Linked DNA regions of Mus musculus: regions 1, 2, 3, 4, 6 and 7 are each linked to region 5. The links are chromatin contacts, called in public HiCAR-type, HiChIP or PLAC-seq, Micro-C and promoter capture Hi-C maps. All regions are on one chromosome and are shown on one strand. Each heading gives the region's core, a stretch centred on a gene start, on an enhancer-like site or on the middle of the called end of the contact. The rest is flanking DNA. Distances are from core to core; before and after follow the strand shown. Region 1 overlaps Map2k6 (mitogen-activated protein kinase kinase 6). Region 2 holds the start of Map2k6 (mitogen-activated protein kinase kinase 6). Region 3 overlaps Map2k6 (mitogen-activated protein kinase kinase 6). Region 4 holds the start of Axin2 (axin 2). Region 5 holds the start of Prkar1a (protein kinase, cAMP dependent regulatory, type I, alpha). Region 6 has its middle 21 kb from the start of Gm39445. Region 7 has its middle 19 kb from the start of Map2k6.

Region 1 (2,774 bases), core at 35-2,534, 780 kb before region 5:
CTGGGGGGGGACCATCAGTCTGGTCCCAAGAGCAAGTTCACAGACACAGTCCGGTCCTTCCATTATTATCTCAGAGCCTCCCGGGGTTCAGCACTCAGACTTGGGTCAATTGAGAGGTGAAGAATGCAGAGTCTACAAATTTCAGTGATCGATTGCTATAGAGCAGGCAGGGTCTGATACTGACACAGGGAGCTGGGTAAGCATACAGAACCCCCTTAAGCGGGCCAGGAGGGGAGAAGGACATGGTACCTTATGTTGCCTCAGTCTATGGCTCAGTGAATCCAGCTCTAACCAAATGCAAAAATGGAAAGAGTGGGATGGGAGGGAGACACTACAGAACACTCTGGCACTTAAGCTACAACCAGATAGATGTACAAAATCTGAAGGAAAAAGAGAACTATCATTCAAAGGAACAAGCAAACGTATAAGGAGGATGATTAGATAGATAGATAGATAGATAGATAGATAGATAGATAGATAGATAGATAATACATTTAAGTGAAGTAAAATGAGTAGTTATTTTTAAAGAAGAGGTCTGCAGAGATGGCTCAGCCATTAAGAACACTAGATGCTATGGCAGAGGATGGGGGTTCAGCTCCCAGCACCCACATCACGCTGCTTACAACAGTTGTTAACCCCAATCCCAGGGAATCCAATGTCGTCTTCTGGCCTCCAAGGGCACTCACTGCCCTGCATGTTTGTGGTGAGCATGCACTCGAGCCGGTAATCAGTTACGCACATAAAATAAAAGTAAACCTTTTCAAAGAAAGGCACAAAACACATCAACAGTGCAAGTTAGAGAGCAGCAAGTGAGCTGCATATAAACTGGATGCTTTAGAAAGGCGAAGACAAGGGGGAACCTCAGCAAGCCAATCAGGGAAACACCAAGGTTGCGATCAAGCAATAGGACAGGAAAAGTGTTGCACATTAGTAGACACAGCCCCCAACCCCCCAGAGCTGCCATGGTTGAGGTCTCAAGGACGTGTGGATGGTGCACCCAGAGAACTCATCCTATCCTTGAATCGAGGCTCTGTAGTTGCTATTATCTTCATTGCCAATTCACAGAAACGGAAGCTGAATTTAATAAAGCTTTCAAGGTTGCACGGCTTGTACAAGTCGCGGAAGCGTAGTTAATGTGTGATTTTTTTTTTTTTTTTTGTCCTCAATACAATCCCGGGTAGGGAAAGATGAATGAGGCCGAGTAAGGCACCGGATGGTTTAATGTGCACAGGCTTAGAAGGATGACATCATTATGGAGAGAGGTTAAGAAACAGATGACGAAGCAGAACCGGAAGAGACCAGAAGGCAAGAGGAAACACACGTTGTGTGCTGGAGCAGTGAAGAGTGGTGGCAGACGTAGAGGCACAAATGTTACTCAGGGAGTAAGACTGTGGGCCTAGAGTTTCAAGGAGTGGGAGGATTTCAGGGGACAGCTCGAGCAGTCACATGATGTGAGACAGTGCTCAGAGGACCGGATTCAGTGCAGTGTCCCTGGACAAAGTCCTGCCTCAGGGGAAAGCCCTTTCTGGAAAAAAAGTCCACATATGGGAAGTAGATGGGGAAGCCATGAGGAAGCAATCAAATAGATAGAAAAATAAGAGTGATCTATCAACAAAATAGCTAAGTGGATTTCCAGTAAGTTAAGGTAGTCAGCACAATCCAAAGAAGTTATTACATTTTTTTTAAAAGGGTCACTTCCTCTTCCACTAACGATTGTGTTAGACAAGGTCATATAAAGCCAGGTTTCTTTATATAGGAAGTGGCAGCAGGGCCATTTCCTCAATAGCCCCATAAAGACTACGTTGGACGTAGCAACTGGGTGCCCCTCTAAACCACGGAGATGTAAGGTAAAAGCTATTAGGGAGTCTGGACAAATGTCACCCAGCAGTAACAGACACCCATCACTCCAGGCATCAGTAAAGCCAAGGAGAAATCTGTACTTTGACCCCCACCTGGGAGTAGCAAGGAGATACTCCTGCCTACCTACCATATTTGTTTGTCTTTTCTTGTGATAAAACATTAACCAAAAGCAACTTATGAAAGGAAAGCGTTTACTTCATACTATACTTCCAGGTAGCACTCCATCACCAAGGGAAATCAACGCAGGGATTTAGGCAGGACCCTAGAGGCAGAAACTGAAACGGAGACTATTAGAAGAATGCTGCTTGCTGGCTCATTCTTCATGGCTTGCTCAGCTTGCTTTCTTATGCAACCCAGAGCCGCCTGCCCAGGGATGGCACCACTCACAGTGAGCTGGACCCTCCTCATCAATCACTCCTCAAGAAAATGCCCCCATAGGCAGACCCACAGGCTAATCTGAAAGAGACAATTCCTCGGATGAGGTTGCCTCTGCCCAGTTGATTTTAGTTTGTGTCAAGCTGAGAAAAAGCACGGGCGTGCGCACACACAACAGAGATAGCAGAGGTCGTCAAAAATAATACAACATTCAAAGACACACCACTCTTGGAGCTGGGGAGATGGCTCAGTGGTTAATAATAATTGCTCTCCCCCCCCCCAGCCCCCAGAAGACTTGAGTTCGGTTCCAAGCACCCATGTAGAATGGCTTACAAACTCCCACAACTCCTACTCTAGAGGATCTGACATCTTCTTTTATCTCTTACAAACAGACACATATACATGATAAATTTATAAATCTCTTTTTTAACGAAAAGAACCAGTCTTATAACATAATATACAATCAGATTTCAATCAAACTTCATTCTTGGAGTATGAAACAGAAATATGTCCGAGTGACGAGAAAGGTTGGTCAACAG
Region 2 (2,781 bases), core at 211-2,710, 750 kb before region 5:
CCATCAGATTTCTCTATGTTAAGGAAGATTGCTCTCGAAACAAGCCATTAAAGGTCTTCCAGCAGGCACCTAAGCAGCTCTGCAGTTTCTCCATGCAGGACTTTTTTTTTTTTTTTTTTTTTTTTTTAGTTCCCTCTACAGAACATCAGTAAGTTTGCAAAATACAACCTTACAAAACATTTTTTTAATTAAATTTGAAAAAGAAAAAGAAGGCAACCATAGTCCTGAACTTCTGACCAAGTCTATGCAGTTACACACTTAGAAGATTTCACTGTAGTTGCCAATGAGACAGTAAAGTCTCAGGTTTGCTCTAATGCTCACAAACACGCTCACCCCCTGAAATCCTCCCCCACACACAAAAGCATCTTCCAAATGGCCAACACATTGAGGTCTTCCCCTCTGCAAGCAACTGATACAAAGTATAAAACCTCGGAAGAGCAAGACTTTTTTTTTTAAATAATAATAATAATACACTGCTCTCCAGACTTCACCTTTACTTCCCTTAAAAAATCAAAAGTTGCCTAATGTCCACAGCGAAATCAATAAAAATGTAAGCTGAATGCTGCCACCGCAGTGGTTCCTTCCCCCCAAAGAATAGAAGATCACAGAAATTTCCTGCTAGTTTAAAGCGAGGTTTGCCTTTCATCTTCACCTCTGAGACTTTTTGAAAGTTTGGATTCCTGTTGCACACAAAATTACTGTGAATATGCGTGCATACTAAAGAAATGTACTATTATATAAAGCATTGCACATTTGGACGCTACCAACCTGCTATATCTCTCCTGACCGTGCAAAAGGCAGAAAGGCTCGGTAATCCTAGCAGAAGAATGCAAATAATGTCAATGCACAGCTCAACTGCAAGCCCTGCCTTACAGGAACTCTCTGTGTCTGCAAAAAAAGAAAAAAGAAAAGAAAAGAAAGAAAAGAAAAGGAGAAGAAAAGGAAAAGAAAAGGAAAGAAAAGGAAAAGAAAGGAAGAAAGAAAGAAAAAGACACACACTAAACAGGAAATGCAACTGAGCTGTGGCAAACCTCAAACTTAAAAATGCAATCGCCGGGCGAAAATTGCATCCATGCATTCACGAATGCATGCATAAGCCTTTGCATTTTTTGCAACTAATGCAAACAGTCTCTTACCTTTCGACTGAGACATTTTCCCCTTTCCTTTGATGGGGGAGGGGAGCACAAAAGACTTTGCCTTGCTTCTCTTCTGTAGCTAGTTTTGCAACAAAGATGCAAGCTGCAGGCGTGCAATCTTCATGCAAGTGGAGTTTCTCTTGACCGATGCAGCAGATGGACTTTCAGGGAGTCAAGGTGGAATTGCACACCTTGCAAAACAGTCTAGAAAGTGATTTTTCCCCCAGTTGCAACGTTAGGGAAGGCTGTGCTGCAGCTACATGATGGGCCAGGGCTGGCAGCTAAAAGCTCCAAACTTGGAACTGAGTATCTTAGTGCGCAGACGTCCTTCCTGCGAAAGGCGCGAGGCCTGCTGGGTAGTGTAGTTCTCCTGTAGAGTCCACGCGTCTCTGATTTAAGGAAACGTGCTCCTGTAGGTGGCTGAGCTAGATGACTGACTAAGCGCGACAGAGATCTCAGATAAACATCGCACGTACACTCTTTAGTAAGGGAAGGGTGACAAACAGCGCGGTCCATGATAGGAGGCTTTTTCTGTTCTAGAAAAACCCCTGAATCAACAGCTTAGAGAGCACAGGGGTAGCGAAGACGCTTTTGGCACCCCTAGACTAAGGTCTAATTGGGGGTTCAATGTGGCTTTTTTTTTTTTAAACCGGCTCAGTATCTGTGAACTGCTCTGTCTGTAGACCGTTCACCCTGACATCTCATTTCACAACAAACATTTTTCTTGAATGGAGATTTTTGGGGTGATTTGACTCTTCAGACAAGATACAAAGTTTTTTTTTTTTTTTTTTTTTTTTTAATAAGAAGCGATCCAGGTCAGTTCTTTTCAAGAAAGCAGAATTTCAATGCTGGATAGGGATTAAGGAAGAGAGATTTACGAAGTTTCTCATTTCTTACACAGTTAGACAGGAAAATTTGTTTCATATATATCAAAGGCCAATTTTAATCAAAATTAAGGTATTTGATTTTTTTTTTTTCTTGCCTGAGGCAGGCGGGGATGAAGGAAAAAGTCCCTGGCCTTGAGAAGAAAGGGCGGCTGGTGGAGAACAGTAACCTTACGTGAATAAAGTCTACTATCTTGAATGTTTTTCAATACCATCAAGAGATGTTTGTTGGAAGTCCAGAGTTTGCTAGGCATCTTCCCAGGCTTTGGATTTTTCCTTTTTCCTGCAGTGCTTGAGCCTAGAGCTGGACTGTGTCTTGGTGGGGGAAAGCCTCCCGCTTCACTGGGCAGTTGGAGATGCAAACCTTCCCTGAAAGGGGTACAAATCGCAACACCCCCACCCTCACCTCCACCCCTTTCCCACCCACTTCATTTCGAGGCAGAGAGCTCGGGCTTGGCTTCCATTGCGCCTAGTAGAACACCTTCAGGAATGTTCTTTCAGAGCGAATAGGGAGGGAACGGTGGTTTCAGGCATCTGATCTATAGGCAAATCAGTGGGGGAGTAAGGGCCACCTGTCCATTCCTGGGACACTGAGAGTACCAGGTTGCCTTGTATACAAGCGTGGTGGTGGTCAGAATATACTGGGTGTGCGGGATTATTACAGGGCTTTAACAGCTTGGCCTTAACTCAGAAGCTCGAGGGTGGAGATAAATGGTTTTGAAACCGGGGAACTTAATCAAAGCATTGCTTTAAGAATGTAA
Region 3 (2,734 bases), core at 174-2,673, 830 kb before region 5:
AAGCTTGGTGATTTTTATAAAGAAACACAATTAATGACTACACTGAGTAAAAACATCATGTCACCCAATCCTCAGCCTTGACCAAAGGAGTCAGAAGAGAAGAAAGAAGTTAAAATAACTGGATAAAGTGCCTTACCCACTCCACAATTCCCATGTAAATCAAGGGAATCAAGGGATGGGTTCCTAATACTCAGGCTTCCAATGAAAATGACTAATCCACCCAAGCCTGGGGCCTCTGGGTTCATCAGCTCTGCCAAAAGTATCAAAGGATGGAGCCAAGCCTGACAGCTCAGGTTGGATTTCCAGACACTGGGCTCCTCACATCCAGAGTTGAACATATTAGTTTACCTGAGGTGGTCACCGTTAGCCACACAAAGCTTAAACCTGGATATTCTTGTCAATTATTCAATATTTTATTCCTCTGGGGAAAGAACCAAACTTAGTAGAAAATTCTTTCCCTGGAAGACCAAATGTATTCTAAAGGTTGCCTAAGACAACCAGTGAATACCAGTGATGGCCTAGTTTGATAATTATTTACTTATCTACGACTGTATACAAGGAACCAGCTTGTTGGTCACTGTTACATGTACTGTTCATTTATTTGATTGAAGACCCACCTGCTATGCAGATAAACAGCTCCCTGGTTACTATTACATGCATTGTTTGTTTATTTTATTACGTGGTCAGAAGCATGAGTAGATCATGTATATAAAACAGCTTTTTGACCTTCTGTGATACTCAAGGAGCTATGTCTCCACTTCAGTGGGAAGAATTAACATCAAAAGACATAAAATGCTTTCAGATTCTTCAATAAGATAATAGCATGAGAACCCGGAGCTCCACCATGATGAACTCTCACTACAGAGGTCAAGGGCTCTCATTTACTAACCAAGAACTACTAGGTCTGATCTCACATATAGCTAAGAAGGCCACTGAGCCTCTGGCATCCCTAGCTCTATATGCCAGCTTGCATGCATAAAAGCTATGCCATAGAACTAAATAATTTGCAGCGTCCTTTCACTGGGTAGCTATTATGATAGACCAAGATCTGGGCCACAGATGAGGGTTTCTCATCTCAATAGTGATCCTCTCACTTGATCCCACTCTTGAAGAAGGAACTTAAGCTTGCTGCAACAAGAAATCATGCCTAAACGAAGGTATGCAACTGGAGAAGCTTAGAGTCCAAACATGAAACTAAGCTGAAGGACTCTGCACACAGCACCCGACCCTTGAATAGTCTGCCGTTTCACTTCCCGAGTGAATGAGAAAAACTCCCTGACACACATACCAAGTGACTTGTCAAGGTTAAACAAACTGCTAATTATTAGCTTAGAATTGAATTTGAACTAGTTACTAACAGTCAAGGGAGATGACAACTCAGAAAACAGAGGCAAAGACAGTGACTCAGAACAAGCATGCCATAAATCCACACAGGGTGAGCTAAGGACCGGCCTCCAGGCTCTCTGCTCTACCCCAGCACGGCAGGAAGGGGAAAAGTAAAAATGGTACTTGTCTCTATCTGACAACACATCTGACTAGAAAATTACAAAATCCAGAAGCTCTGCGTCAGCCAGTGTCTCTGTGAACAAGGACAAGGTTGTTCTAAAGCTAATAAGAAAAGACTCTTTCAGGGGCCAATGTAACTTTGGAATACATGTTTGTATATGTACATGTGTGTATATGTAGACATATGTGTGTATATGTGTGTGTATTACAAAAACCTAAGAAAACAAAAAAAAATTAATTTTCCAAAAGAGCAAAATAGGAGAAACCACATTCCCTATGACATAATAAGATATCGTGAGCCCAGAGAAAGAGCAGAAAAGTCAAGAGAACAGAATAGAAAAAAAAATGCAGAAATAGCCCAATTACTATCAGACAAATGAAAATGGCAATTCAACAGGGAAGGGACAGTTCACAGCCATCTGAACTACATCAACTGGAAATGTGTCAACAAAAACAAACCCAAAACCCTCAGTGCAATAGACAGTGTACAAAACCTGAGCTCCAAATGGACCTTGGGTTTCAAGGTAAAGGTACAGTTTCTAAGCAGGATCACTGAGAATCCTCAGGGCCAGAGGTAACAAGAGTTCTTATGTATCAGAGGCATAATCTGTAGGAAGAATAACAACTAATAAATAATATTCCAGGGCTGGAGAGATGGCTCAGCGGTTAAGAGCACTGACTGCTTTTCCAGAAGTCCTGAGTTCAATTCCCAGCAACCACATGGTGGCTCATGACCATCTGTAATGGAATCGGATGCCCTCTTTTGGTGCGTCTGAAGATAGCTACAGTGTGTGTATATATATATATATATATATATATATATATATATATATATATATATATAATCAAAAATATATAATATTTCATCAAATCAAATTTTTCTGCCCTGTTTAAAAAAAAAAGCCCAATGAAAGAATGAAAAAGATGAATTACATGCTGAAAGAAGTAGTGTCAAATGAGATAACTGGGAAAGTCCTTGTGCGTAGAATACATAAATAACTCAACAGCCAGTCACAGGAAGGCAGGGTAGCTCAGTGGAGAACAATCTCGGCTTTACCAAACCTGGGGTCCTGAGCTCAGTATCTGGGAGCCACTTGGTGGAAAGAGAAAATGGATTCCCTCTGAACTCCACAGGCAAGTACACACACACACACACACACACACACACACACACACGCGACCACTTGTATGGCTAGTGAACTCAAGTAAGTTCTCGCATGTGCGCCAG
Region 4 (2,700 bases), core at 155-2,654, 730 kb after region 5:
CTCCGCAAAAGGGGCGGCAAGGAGGAACGGGGGGACGGGAGCGCCCTGGGCTCTGGCCGGTTCTACCCTCAGACTGAGCCTTCACCAGCGCTCCCGGCACCTAAGCGCGGACCCGCGGATGGGAGGGGGAGACTAGTGGGGAAAGAAGTGGGAGGGGGCGGTGGAAGGGCGGGGAGGGCAAGCGGGGGGCGCCGCCACCCTTTCATCCCACCTTCCAAAAGCACTCGCATGAACACGCACACCCCAACTCATCCACACCCACGGCGACTCGACCCCCGAGGGCGAGCTGCCCGTCTCCGCCTCCGTCCCCAACGCCACTTGGAGAAGTCTCCCTGACCGGCCCCCCGCCACCCCGGACCCCGCGCAGGGGAGGGGACTCCAGCTCACCGCGCGCAGGGCCGCCCGGCCAAACCCCCCGGAGCGCTGGGCGCCGAGCCCGCCGCTTCCCCTCCGCGCGGGCCCGGAGCGCGCCCCGAAATAGCCGGCCTGCCAACTTCAAAGCGCCGCCCCGCACATCAAAGCGCGCCGGCCGCCGGACCGCCGCGGCCTCGGCACTCACCATTGATCCGCTGGCGCACTCCTTGCGGAGACCTCGCAGGCGCCGCGGGCAGAGCCCCTGCCCGGGTCCCCCGCTGGACTCGCAGAGGCTGCCCCGGGGCCCCCCCGGGCCCGCCCGGGCGTGGGGAACATGAGGAGTCTCGCGGAGGCGGAGGAGGGGGTGCACGGAAAACAACGATCCCGAGGTCTGCGCCGGGTTTTTTTTGGGGGGGGGGATCGTGCGCCCCGCTGCCCCTTTTATGCAAAAGATCCGAGTGGGCCTCCGCCCCCACCGCGGCCGCCCCCGGCCCCCGCCCGGCCGGCTTTCAACCCAGGTCCTGTTTCCAGCAGTCACTAGGCGCACCAAATGTCCTCCGGGCGCTTCCAACAAAAACTGCGCTGTGGATTTAACTGTGCACTTCAAAGGCGCGAGCCGAGCGCACGGTCCTGGAAGGGAGGTATGCGAGCCGCACCCGGGCCAGCCCAGCGCGCTCCAGCGCCCCTTTTGGGGGGCCGTGCAATCCGCACCCCTCTACTACCCCGGCCTGCTCCCGGTCGCCCCCTCCCGCGGCCCCGCGCCCCGCTGCCAACCGCCCCCGGCCGCACGGAGCTTTCTTAGAAACGGCTGCGACGGGACCGAGCCTCCGACCCCACCTTTTACAGCAAAGCTCTCCTTTGGGGAGGCGGACGCCTCGGCCTCCGGGTGGCCCCGAAATCCATCGCGAACGGCTGCTTATTTTTATTTCCCGGTTCTTGGGCTGTTACTGAGTTGCCAGGACCTTATCAAAGCGCAGCCGGCTCCAGCCGACTCCCCCGGGCCGGGCTCGGGGAGCCAGTGATCCCGCCGCGCCAATCACAGAGGCGCTCGGCCGGCCCGCGCGCCGCCCGCCTTAAAGGGACAGCGCGCGCCCGCTCTGCCCCGCCCCGGCCCGGCCCCCGTGGCACACTCAGCTCCCGCGTTAACCCTTCCTTGGCCCTCGTCTGCCCCCCGCCGGCTGCTGGCGGCCCCGGGGTGTTCTCGGCCGGAGTTCTGATTGATTTCATGTTTCAAGTTCTCCAGCCTCTGCTCATGTCTCCTCCCCCTGCCTACCTAGCGCTCTCCAGCTCTAGAATGCCAGTTTCTCTCTGGCCATTGCAAGAACTGCAATAAAGCACCCGCCCCCCCCCCGCCCCCCTCCATCAAATCAAACACGTTCCTACCTTTTTTCAAATTTCCCTGGGAATTTGGAGAGCCTTCTGGTAGGAGCTAGATCCGCTGGCCAATTCTTAGGGCGTACTCTGACTCAGAAGGCATGATGTGTGTGTATGTGTGTGTGTGTGTGTGTGTGTGTGTGTGTGTGTGTGTGTGCACTTGTGCTCCAGTATCTATTTGCACTAATATAGAAATAGTTTGTGGACAGTTGTGTTTGGATGAAGATGGGCGGTTGTGAATTTGTCTCCACAGTGGAATCAAGGTGCGCACCTCAGTTCCCCAATATTGCAACCTTACACATCAGTCAGCACCTTCCTTGCACACTCATGGACCTCTTTCCCCAACAAATCCGTGCCCACCACACTCTCCCAAAGGGCTGCCACCATCCCATATGTTACTTATTAAACAGCCGTGGAATGCCTCCCACACATACGCGGTGTTAAAGTATTAAAAATTCACCCCACTGTCACCTTCGAATTCCTTTCCACATTCTCCCCAAAATATTTATAAGGCACGGGCCTTAAAAAAATATGCCATAAGTTCAGAACACTTATTCATTCATCTGTTGTTGTAGAGCATTTCCCCGTGGATGAGCTGATAAACTTGCGGGGGGGGGGGGGGGGGGGGAATGGAAGTGAGTAGGTAGCCTGATAGAGTTCTTACTTCACAAACGCTCAGTTCCGCCCCAACCCCTGCACCACATAAGCCAGAGTTGGTGACACATGGCTGCCACCCCAAGGTAGAGCCAATCAATAGAATGAGAATTCCAAGACCAACTTAGTAAAATGGAAGCCAGCCTGGGCTACCTAAGGCTCAATCTCTCAGAGACAAAGCAGTAACACAACAGCAGCAACAAAATATCAACAGCGGAGCCCAGGGCAAAGTAATCCAAAGAGAGGAAAGCCGAGAGAAGCAAGGGCCTGGCCTTCTGAAGGGAGGGCGAACATTCCGCTTTGGAGACTTTGAAACAG
Region 5 (2,700 bases), core at 41-2,540:
TTATGGCCTTAGGATTTTTAATCGGGTATGTCTTGGTTCCACGTTTGTATTTACTTTTTAAAAACCCCACAACTTAGCTTCTCTCCAAAACAAACACTAAAACCATCATCACTGCATCGAGTATTCGTAAGAAGGGGGATTCTTGAGGAAATTCGGTTCTGATGACACTCTTGCTTTCAGAAGGACTATACTGGAGGACATATTTAAACCGCCTTTGGGAGCCTGTTGCTGACAGGGCCCACATCTAAAGGATGCCAAGTAACACTAACACAGCCTGGGGGGTGGGGTGGGGGTCATCATCTAAATGCGAGCCTTCATTTCTCTGCTCAAGAAACCTATCTATCCTGGCTCCCTCAAGTCATCGGCTGTCCCCACACCCGCTCTGGGCTGGAGTTAAGGGTTAACGGGCGCCGCGTATTTTCACGAGGGAGGGCAGGAAAGTGCCCTTCACTTCACTTAGGCCACGGTCATGATCACTGAGAGCAGCAAGACGGCCCCTCATCCCCCACCAGGCAGGAGGCCGCAGACGTGGAGTGGAGCGGAGCGGGAGGCCTGGGGAGGCTGGGGTGGGCGGTGGTGGGGGCTGGAAAGGACGAGAAGTGTTAGGGGGACAAAGGGAAATGGAGCTAGGCTGAAATCACCGAGCGGAGGGGTGGAGGGAGACGAGCCCGCGAAGAGGAGGGGGGAAGCCAGGGCAGAAGAAACGACTGGGCAGAGATGAAGACTACAGCCGAGTGGCGAGGCTAAGACCGAAAAGCCATGGCGGATTCCGGTTTAAAAAAAAAAAAAAAATACCGAGCTCTTGTCCTTCAGGAAGTGGGGGAGGGAGGACGGGCGCCGAGGCCGCGGCGCGCGGGGGCGGAGGCGGCCGGGGAGCCGAGGGCAGCGCAGGACCGGGGACCCGGAGACACTCAGGACGGGGGCGGAACGGCGGGGGGCAGGGGCGGCCTACGGCCCCGCGGGGAACGGTGCAAGGGCGGACCCCGGGGGACAGTGCGAGGCCTGCGACAGGCCCCGAGGCCGCCTCGGAGGCGCAGGGGGTGCGGCCGTCCCCCCGCAGCGCGCTCCCCGGGGCGCCATCTTGGCTCGCTCCCGCGCCTTCAGGGACGCGCAGCGGAGCGCCGCGGCCGGCGACTCCCCGGTCAGGCCTCGGGCCCGCACTCACCTGAGGGCGGGCGGCGGCACGAGCAGGGGCTAACGCAGGGCGAGGCGGCCGGGGTGACCGAGCGTCCAGCGGGCTCAGCTCGCAGCCTCACTACCACTCTGCGATAGCGGCTCGGCGACGGCTCCACCGGAAACCAGCCGACCGCGGCCAATCAGCGTTCGGCTGCTGACGTCAATGCGCCTCGCTCTGGCCAGGGCGGTTGCCTTGGCAACCTTAAAGGCGCAGACGCCTAGGATCCTCCTCCAACCCCATCCCCACCCCCCTCAAGCCCACCACCGGCTACTCCCACCCCCTACCCTTAGCCCGTCGTCATCTAGCTAGAACCGTTCTCTTGCAGGGCACCTCTCCATCTTTATCTTGTCGCGTATACGTAGCCCCTTCATCGCTCTCATCTTTTTCCTTCTCTTTCTGCTAACCCGTTTCTGTCTCCTTTATTGTCCCTTCCTTACCAGGTGTGGTGGGGGGTCCTCTAGATTGTTTAGCTGTTCGGAGATCTCAGCCTCTCCTCGGTTCCTCGGTGGCTCTTGCGTCTGCCTCCCTCCACGCCTCTGTCTTTTCTCCCTCCCTTCGACCCTCCTACCGCAGACCCACGTGGGACGATTCGGTGACAGGTGGGCGACTCCGCCCTGGGTGCTATGGGACGGCAGGGAGGGGGATGGGGTTACAGGACGCTGGGCGGACAAGGAGATCCCTGCTGTTGGAAGAGGAGGAGGCCCTAGCGGATCTACCACAGCTGAGCGCAAGCGGATGCTGAGATGCTCCTGATGGACAGAGCGCGCATCCTGTGTAGACCCCCGCAATACCCGGGGTTCCGGACTCGGGCCTGTCATCCGGTCCAGGAAATCTGAGCCCCTATCAAGCCTCTGCTTGGCTAATCTGACTACTGTCTCCACAAGTGAGCTGTCATCAATGGAGGCCCTACCGTGCCTACAGAAGCACCAGATGTAGGGAGACTTCCAAGAGGAGCCCGGAGTCCTGATAATGCCCTAGCCTCCTATTATGCCAGACTGCGTCATGGGCAGTACAGACAGATGGGCAGATCAAATCATTGACCAAGCAAGAAATCTGAGCTGCATGAGAAAACAAGAGAAAAGGCGACTTCATTATTCCTTCAGTCAACTTTCCCCTTAAGTATGTGAAAATGAAAGCAAGGGACACAATTTTAGGCATATGAATTAAATAAATAAAGTGGGCCTAAATAAATACATAAATAAAATAGGCCCCTGCAGTGTGTGGTTCTGAGTAGCTGCAAGGTGTTGACAGCCTCATCGTGTATGTGCTAGGGCAATGTGCGTAGAAAATATCACGGATTTAACACTTAGTACCAAAAAAGGTTACAATATCTCCTGCATAATTTTCACAGTGATCCCCAGTTAAGATATTTGGGTTAAGTGGTGTTTGTAAATTTCACCTTTTTAAGCCTGACTTTGTCTTGGAATACCCAGACTATGATAAGGGCTCTGAACATTAGTTATGATTACCCCCCCTAGTAGTCAGAGGAAGGAAGGGGGAAGAGAAGGAAGCCGCTCCCTCTG
Region 6 (2,700 bases), core at 194-2,693, 710 kb before region 5:
TTTTAGACACTCAATGACTCTCAGTCTCAGCAGAAGCATATTGCAAACTCAATGAATGACAAATCTCTCAACAGATGTTATTGGAAAGCATAGGATTAAAACAGGTCTGGGATCTTCCTAACAACAATTCTGTGAGCACCCCCCACCCTATCCCATTCCCCTTTGGTGACTGTGACAAATACCTGAAACCTTTCAAAGGAAGATTTCCTTCAGCGTGTGATCTCAGAAGTGCATGGTTGTCTTGGGACTGGTAAGACTGAGATCCATGGCGAGAGAGGGCACAGTGGAGCTGATCTGCTGATCTCACGGTGTCTGGGGAGCAGAACTAGATAGGAGAGAAAGGACCGGGATAAGACGGAGTCTTGCAAACCCAACTCTCATGACCTACTTCTTGCAGCTAGACTCTACCTTAGACAAAGCCATCAATAAGGACTAAGGCGAATACATCTACGCTTCCATTTAGGGCTTCAATCCAGTAGCTTCCTTTAGTCTCCATCATAGCCTGTTCCACATACAAGGGGAAAAGTGGTAGAAGTGAAATCCTGAGGTCAGAGTGTATGGACATTGCTCTATGGCCATTGCTGTGCTGTGAACTCTGCTGCCTTTAAATCCATATACTGGAGACCGAAGCCCAAATATGATCAAATCTGCTAATAGAGTTACTGAGAGATAATGGTTCCTAACTAAAGAGGACTTTGTTTTTATTAGAAACTGAATATATTTCTTGTTCTCCATCTCATTTCCACCCATGCAGCAACCTACAAGAAGAAAGAGTCCTCACAAAATATCAAATCACCCAGGAGGTTGATCTTGGACTTCAAAGGCACTTAATCTATACTATTTTGTTATAGTAGCAATAGCAACAGACTAATACACACATTTTAAACACTACGTGTGACCTAGATCAATAAGTCAGTTTTAGGAAGTTATTAGCAGTATAAACTAGTCTAGGGGCTGGAGAGATGGCTCGGCAGTTAAGAGTGCATACAGATCTCTCGGAAAACATGAGTTTTGTTTTGCTTTTCCTTAAGACCCATGTTAGTGAGGCTCACAGTTGCCTCTAATTCTAGCTGAAAGGGATCCAATGTCCTTTCAGACCTCCTCAGACACCCCACACACACTAACACAAATGTATGCACACACACACACACACACACAAATAAATAAAAACAAAGTCTATCTTTAAAATAAACAAACATCATTCTATCAACACACATCCCCTTACACCTTCAACCCAACATTCATAGGATAAAGGATATAAATTATTAAATTCTTTCTTTGCACTATCCCACATAGGTCTTTACTAACATTGTACTGGGCTCTCAAAAAAAAAAAAAAGGTGACCATTCATAGCATAGACTCTTTGTGATTGAACAGTGACAGAGTGTGTCAATAGAACCATGTCTGTTGACAGTCATCACGAGGACAGATGACAATGGCGTGAGTCAGTGCGTGAGTCATTTTTCCATTCTGACTCTGTTCCCGTCTCACCTTCTCCATGCAGTGTTACTTTCCTGCGAACCGTGCTTTGTTTTCCTAACTTTGCCCTGAGTTGGCACCAAGTCTCCCGAGATGAAAATATCTCTCACGTCAGTCCTCCTGCCTCATAACATTCTCAAGCTGTTTTCCCCATTTTAGCATTTCGAGGGCCATGCTTTCCCACCGCAGCCTCTGAAAGCTGCCTGGGTTTCTGGGAAAGCGATGCCTACCGAGTTGATAATTGAACAAAGAAAATTAGATCCACCTGTACTGGCCAACTCAGGCAAACGGTGCATCAGTATCAACCAAAGGGTATTTCAAACACCAATTAAAAAAGAAAGATGTACTTCCTTTTATATTATGTGCGTTAGTGCTTCGCCTTCCTGTATCTGTGCATTATCCCTGTGCAGTGCTCTCTGGGCCCAGAAGAGGGCATTAGATTCCTCTGGAACTGGAATTGCAGAGCAGTTATGTAGGTTTTGAGTGGAAGGAAGATCTTTACAAGAGCAGCCAGTGCTCTTAGCTGCTGAACCATTTCTCTAATCCCTCAAAACTCAATCTTAACGGTGTTCTTTTCTCATGGAAAACTCAAGCAGGAATGTTCTCAGCCCAGAAACTCTTTTCCTATGGACTCTGAATTTGCATCTTAATGTTATTTTTATACCCTTATGCTGATTTTTGTCTATTACATAAATAGAAAAAAAAATCAAAATCAACTAGAAACTAAGAGTTGAGGAATTGAAATAGAAATTTGGCCAGTGAGAACTGAAGAGAATGCAAAACAAAACAAAACAAAACAAAACAAAACTGTTTCCCTTGGATAGTTAAGATGGCAGTCATAGCTGGGTGTGGGGGTGCATGCTTTTCATCCCAAAACTTAGGGGGCAGAAACAGAAGGATTTCTGAGTTCTAGGCCAGCCTTGCTTACAGAGTGAGTTCCAAGACAGCTATGGCTACACAGAGAAACTTTGACGACAGAGAGAAAGAGAGAGGGAGCGAGGGAGAGGAGGAGAGAGGGGGAAGAGGGGGAGAGGAGGAGAGAGGGAGAGAGGGAGAGGAGGAGAGAGGGGGAGAGAGGGAGGGGGAGAGGGGGAGAGAAGGGGAGAGAGGGAGGGGGGAGAGGGGGAGAGAGGGAGACAGAGACAGAGACAGAAACAGAGAGGCAGAGAGAAGCAACATGGCTTCTTCTGTTTGTTCAATTTAGAACTACAGATATGCAAA
Region 7 (2,759 bases), core at 218-2,717, 730 kb before region 5:
GAAAATTTTTACAAGTTCAAAAAACAAAAACAAAAAACTTCAAAAGTCTAACCTGTGCTAAGTAGAACATATTTGCTGCCACCTTTTTTTTTTTCCTGAAATGTCATTACCATTTCCTTTGGTTACTATGACTTCTAAAGCCAAGTTTCCTACCTCAGGGGGAAATATACATATATTTAACCACTTATTTATTCCAATCAACTTAACTTTAGGAATTAATGGTTTTGAAAAGATAACGAGTGAAAAAAATTAAGATTTCCATTTTTCAGGATGCCTGAAATTTCATCAAAGACAAAAGTTTCTGCAGGGTTAAACATCAACCAACAACCCATTAAAAAGTGAACTGAGCCTTGTCTCCGGAAAACAGTACCTAAAAGAAACAAAGACACAGGAGTGTTGGTGAGATGGTTCAATGGTTAGAGCCGCTCTTGCTGAGAACCTAAGTTTGTTTCCCACATCCAATATCTGGGACCTCAGTACGGCCTGGCCTGTGATGTCAGCTCCGGGGTATCAGGCACCTTCTTTTGACTTCCACAGGTACCTGCACATACACCTACTTAAATAAAGTTAAAGTCAAAAGAAATAATCATTCATAGAGGAGGAAATGAAGACCTGGAGAGCCAGACCCCTCAGTGGTGGGCGGTATTCCAGTCTCCTTTTCTATCCATTTTACATACTGCCTTGGATGCAGGATGACACCTTATATGAAATCATCTTTCTAGTCGCTGTGTGCACACACTCTGGGTTCTATTTCTGTATTCATTGGAATAGACAATTTAGGTGATGCACTTGAAATACTCCCAGAACAAAGACCAATTTCCGTGAAGGTTATGAGCACTCCTGAGTTTTACAAATACAGAGGGGGGAAAAAACTGTGTCCCTGTTGTTGTAACATTTAGATAACGAAATGTGCCAGGTTTACAGAGTCCCTCGATGAGCCTCAGGAAGCGAGCCCACTCTGCGTATTGATTTTATTTGGGGATTCACAGACTGGCTGTAAACAGTTCCCAAGCAGCACGACATCAGTAAATAACAGTGAGCGGTGCAGAGCGTGGAGGGCTGAGAGGATGTGGGCCCTAGCCCAGAACGTGCGTTCCTCTTCTTCTTCTTCTGAAAGCGAGTGTGCCATTGGTCTGTTTGTCGTCCTTAGTCTAGGTTTTGGGATCAGAGCACGAATCTGTGTGCGACTGCAACCAACCACCTGTTTTCTTCAAATGGAAGTGAGAAGGTCGCCTAAGGACAATACATTAATCCCTTTGGCACCGCGTAGCCATTTGCTTGTTTTGTTTTACTTAGAAGAGATGCTTGGAGCTTTGAGTAGAACGGCCTCCCAGTTGGACCCGTCACGTGACTCCACCCAGACTCTCCGCGTGCTGTCCAAACACACAGTAGTAATGTAGGAGATTCCAAAGTTCAGAGTAACCCTGAGCCTTGGCTCCCTCTGCCTTTCTCCGGGGATGTTTACACACTGACGCCGGCTTTAATTGCACCAATGGTGTCTTGCAGGAGATCTGAGTCCCTTGACACAGGCAGGAGCAGTGCTCATGTTTAAAACGTTCCTAAGCGCCTGGATAACTGCAAATCCACGTATCGCAAGAAGCGCAGCTCCTGCACACTGCCTTGCTTCCTTTTCGTGAGCCCAGAGATTGCCGGCTTTGTCTGCCGCCCAAACTTCCCCTGAAGTTCCTCCACGGTTGGGGGCACAGTCCTGCCTAAACTTGCTTCTGTCACATTCCACACCCAGGGCAGAGTTCTGCATGTGGGAACACCATGCCCTTGCCCGGGACCTTGTTATGTAACAACCATAAATGCTCTGGTGTGCCTGTGTACAAGCTAGGAGGAAGAGGCGAAGGCAGAACTCAGTTTTGAAGCCAGGTGTGGTGACACATAGCCGCAGTGCCATGAGCCAGATGGCTGAGGCAGAAGGAGTTTGAGGGTAGCCTAGGCTACACAGAAAGACTCTTGTCTCCAAGTAAACTAGCAGCAGCTACAAAAAAAAAAAAAAAAAAAAAAAATCAAACTAAGCCTCGATTTCATTTCTATGCAAAAGAAAGCATTGGGGCACTCTCTCAGAGTGTGGCCTAAAGGCAGCTTCCCCTGTTGTAGTGAATGCACTAGAAGATCACAGAGGGTGACTGAAACAGGAAAAAAAGGGTAGGAGTTCATAAGCCTTGTTTTAGCCCTCAGTGCAGAAAATTACAGCTGGTTTAAAGTTTTCAATAATCTGCTTTATTAACTGATAGTTGGATTCTAGCTGCTGAGAGACCAACATGTTCATTTAGGTATATCCAGACACAGGAGTCATAGGATGTCATTTGTTCACTCATTCACTGATTCACTACTCACTCATTCATCCACTCACTCATTCGCTCACTGATTCACTATGCATTCACTCATTCATTCATTCATTCATTCACTCACTCGCTGATTCATTCACTCATTCACTCACTGATTCACTATTCACTCACTCATTCATTCATTCATTCATTCACACATTCATCCCTTTGGTCTGTTTTGCAAGGAAGATCAGAATAGTGAGTGATGAAAGTGGGCCTTCCGGGCTGGTGAGATGGCTCAGTGGGTAAGAGCACCCGACTGCTCTTCTGAAGGTCCAGAGTTCAAATCCCAGCAACCACATGGTGGCTCACAACCATCTGTAACAAGATCTGACGCCCTCTCCTGGAGTGTCTGAAGACAGCTACAGTGTACTTACATATAATAAATAAATAAATCTAAAAAAAAAAAAAAAGAAAGTGGGC

What was found. Promoter capture Hi-C pulls out the DNA fragments that hold promoters and counts their contacts. Hi-C and Micro-C count contacts between places; a contact is called where the count stands out from the background. HiCAR-type assays count read pairs that join an accessible place to other places. HiChIP or PLAC-seq counts read pairs in DNA pulled down with a chosen protein or histone mark.
Region 1: an H3K4me3 HiChIP or PLAC-seq map of bone marrow-derived macrophages shows a contact between it and region 5, with 3 times the contacts expected there. The contact joins the enhancer-like site here to the promoter of Prkar1a in region 5. A contact is called at or near these places in 2 of 39 promoter capture datasets (liver and stem cell-derived epiblast-like cells) and 4 of 115 datasets of contacts at active chromatin or transcription factors (astrocytes, bone marrow-derived macrophages, embryonic forebrain and 1 more).
Region 2: a HiCAR-type map of astrocytes shows a contact between it and region 5, with 4 times the contacts expected there. The contact joins the promoter of Map2k6 here to the promoter of Prkar1a in region 5. A contact is called at or near these places in 2 of 39 promoter capture datasets (liver and pre-B cells), 1 of 484 Hi-C or Micro-C datasets (CD4 T cells), 4 of 115 datasets of contacts at active chromatin or transcription factors (astrocytes, bone marrow-derived macrophages, embryonic stem cells and 1 more) and 1 of 9 other capture datasets (macrophages).
Region 3: a promoter capture Hi-C map of liver shows a contact between it and region 5, with 2.7 times the contacts expected there. The contact joins the enhancer-like site here to the promoter of Prkar1a in region 5. A contact is called at or near these places in 3 of 39 promoter capture datasets (hippocampal neurons, liver and stem cell-derived epiblast-like cells), 4 of 115 datasets of contacts at active chromatin or transcription factors (astrocytes, bone marrow-derived macrophages, large pre-B cells and 1 more) and 1 of 9 other capture datasets (macrophages).
Region 4: a Micro-C map of embryonic stem cells shows a contact between it and region 5, with 3 times the contacts expected there. The contact joins the promoter of Axin2 here to the promoter of Prkar1a in region 5. A contact is called at or near these places in 2 of 39 promoter capture datasets (embryonic stem cells and pre-B cells), 8 of 484 Hi-C or Micro-C datasets (CD4 T cells, CD8 T cells, embryonic stem cells and 2 more), 13 of 115 datasets of contacts at active chromatin or transcription factors (DN3 thymocytes, the SCID.adh cell line, astrocytes and 8 more) and 1 of 9 other capture datasets (liver).
Region 6: a contact with region 5 is called in an HNF4G HiChIP or PLAC-seq map of pancreatic cancer cells. The contact joins the enhancer-like site here to the promoter of Prkar1a in region 5. A contact is called at or near these places in 4 of 39 promoter capture datasets (embryonic stem cells, hippocampal neurons, liver and 1 more), 9 of 115 datasets of contacts at active chromatin or transcription factors (the NIH/3T3 cell line, astrocytes, embryonic forebrain and 6 more) and 1 of 9 other capture datasets (macrophages).
Region 7: an HNF4G HiChIP or PLAC-seq map of pancreatic cancer cells shows a contact between it and region 5. The contact joins the enhancer-like site here to the promoter of Prkar1a in region 5. A contact is called at or near these places in 1 of 39 promoter capture datasets (liver), 1 of 484 Hi-C or Micro-C datasets (CD4 T cells), 6 of 115 datasets of contacts at active chromatin or transcription factors (astrocytes, differentiating embryonic stem cells, embryonic forebrain and 3 more) and 1 of 9 other capture datasets (macrophages).

What each region holds. Positions count from the first base shown.
Region 1 is chr11:110,425,906-110,428,679 of GRCm38.p6, reverse strand. All of the region lies in intron 1 of Map2k6 (mitogen-activated protein kinase kinase 6), which reads right to left. Among named protein-coding and RNA genes, the nearest start is that of Map2k6, 28 kb to the right of the region's middle. Within about 2 kb of position 1,284, at least 115 of the 459 cell types and tissues checked have an H3K27ac peak or open chromatin away from gene starts, as enhancers often do. A contact at or near this core is called in bone marrow-derived macrophages and liver, where this site is marked.
Region 2 is chr11:110,397,781-110,400,561 of GRCm38.p6, reverse strand. It overlaps Map2k6 (mitogen-activated protein kinase kinase 6), which reads right to left and starts at 1,460. Exons shown (of 12, transcript NM_011943.3): 1 at 1,137-1,460. The coding sequence starts at 1,152.
Region 3 is chr11:110,483,895-110,486,628 of GRCm38.p6, reverse strand. All of the region lies in intron 2 of Map2k6 (mitogen-activated protein kinase kinase 6), which reads right to left. Among named protein-coding and RNA genes, the nearest start is that of Gm39446, 8.5 kb to the right of the region's middle. Within about 2 kb of position 1,423, at least 7 of the 459 cell types and tissues checked have an H3K27ac peak or open chromatin away from gene starts, as enhancers often do. A contact at or near this core is called in liver and pancreatic cancer cells, where this site is marked.
Region 4 is chr11:108,919,053-108,921,752 of GRCm38.p6, reverse strand. Axin2 (axin 2) reads right to left here and starts at 1,404. Exons shown (of 11, transcript NM_015732.4): 1 at 1,192-1,404.
Region 5 is chr11:109,649,539-109,652,238 of GRCm38.p6, reverse strand. Prkar1a (protein kinase, cAMP dependent regulatory, type I, alpha) reads right to left here and starts at 1,290. Exons shown (of 11, transcript NM_001373913.1): 1 at 1,166-1,290.
Region 6 is chr11:110,357,169-110,359,868 of GRCm38.p6, reverse strand. No RefSeq gene overlaps it. Among named protein-coding and RNA genes, the nearest start is that of Gm39445, 21 kb to the right of the region's middle. Within about 2 kb of position 1,443, at least 52 of the 459 cell types and tissues checked have an H3K27ac peak or open chromatin away from gene starts, as enhancers often do. A contact at or near this core is called in extraembryonic endoderm stem cells, hippocampal neurons and pancreatic cancer cells, where this site is marked.
Region 7 is chr11:110,378,824-110,381,582 of GRCm38.p6, reverse strand. No RefSeq gene overlaps it. Among named protein-coding and RNA genes, the nearest start is that of Map2k6, 19 kb to the left of the region's middle. Within about 2 kb of position 1,467, at least 179 of the 459 cell types and tissues checked have an H3K27ac peak or open chromatin away from gene starts, as enhancers often do. A contact at or near this core is called in differentiating embryonic stem cells, embryonic limb bud, liver and 1 more, where this site is marked.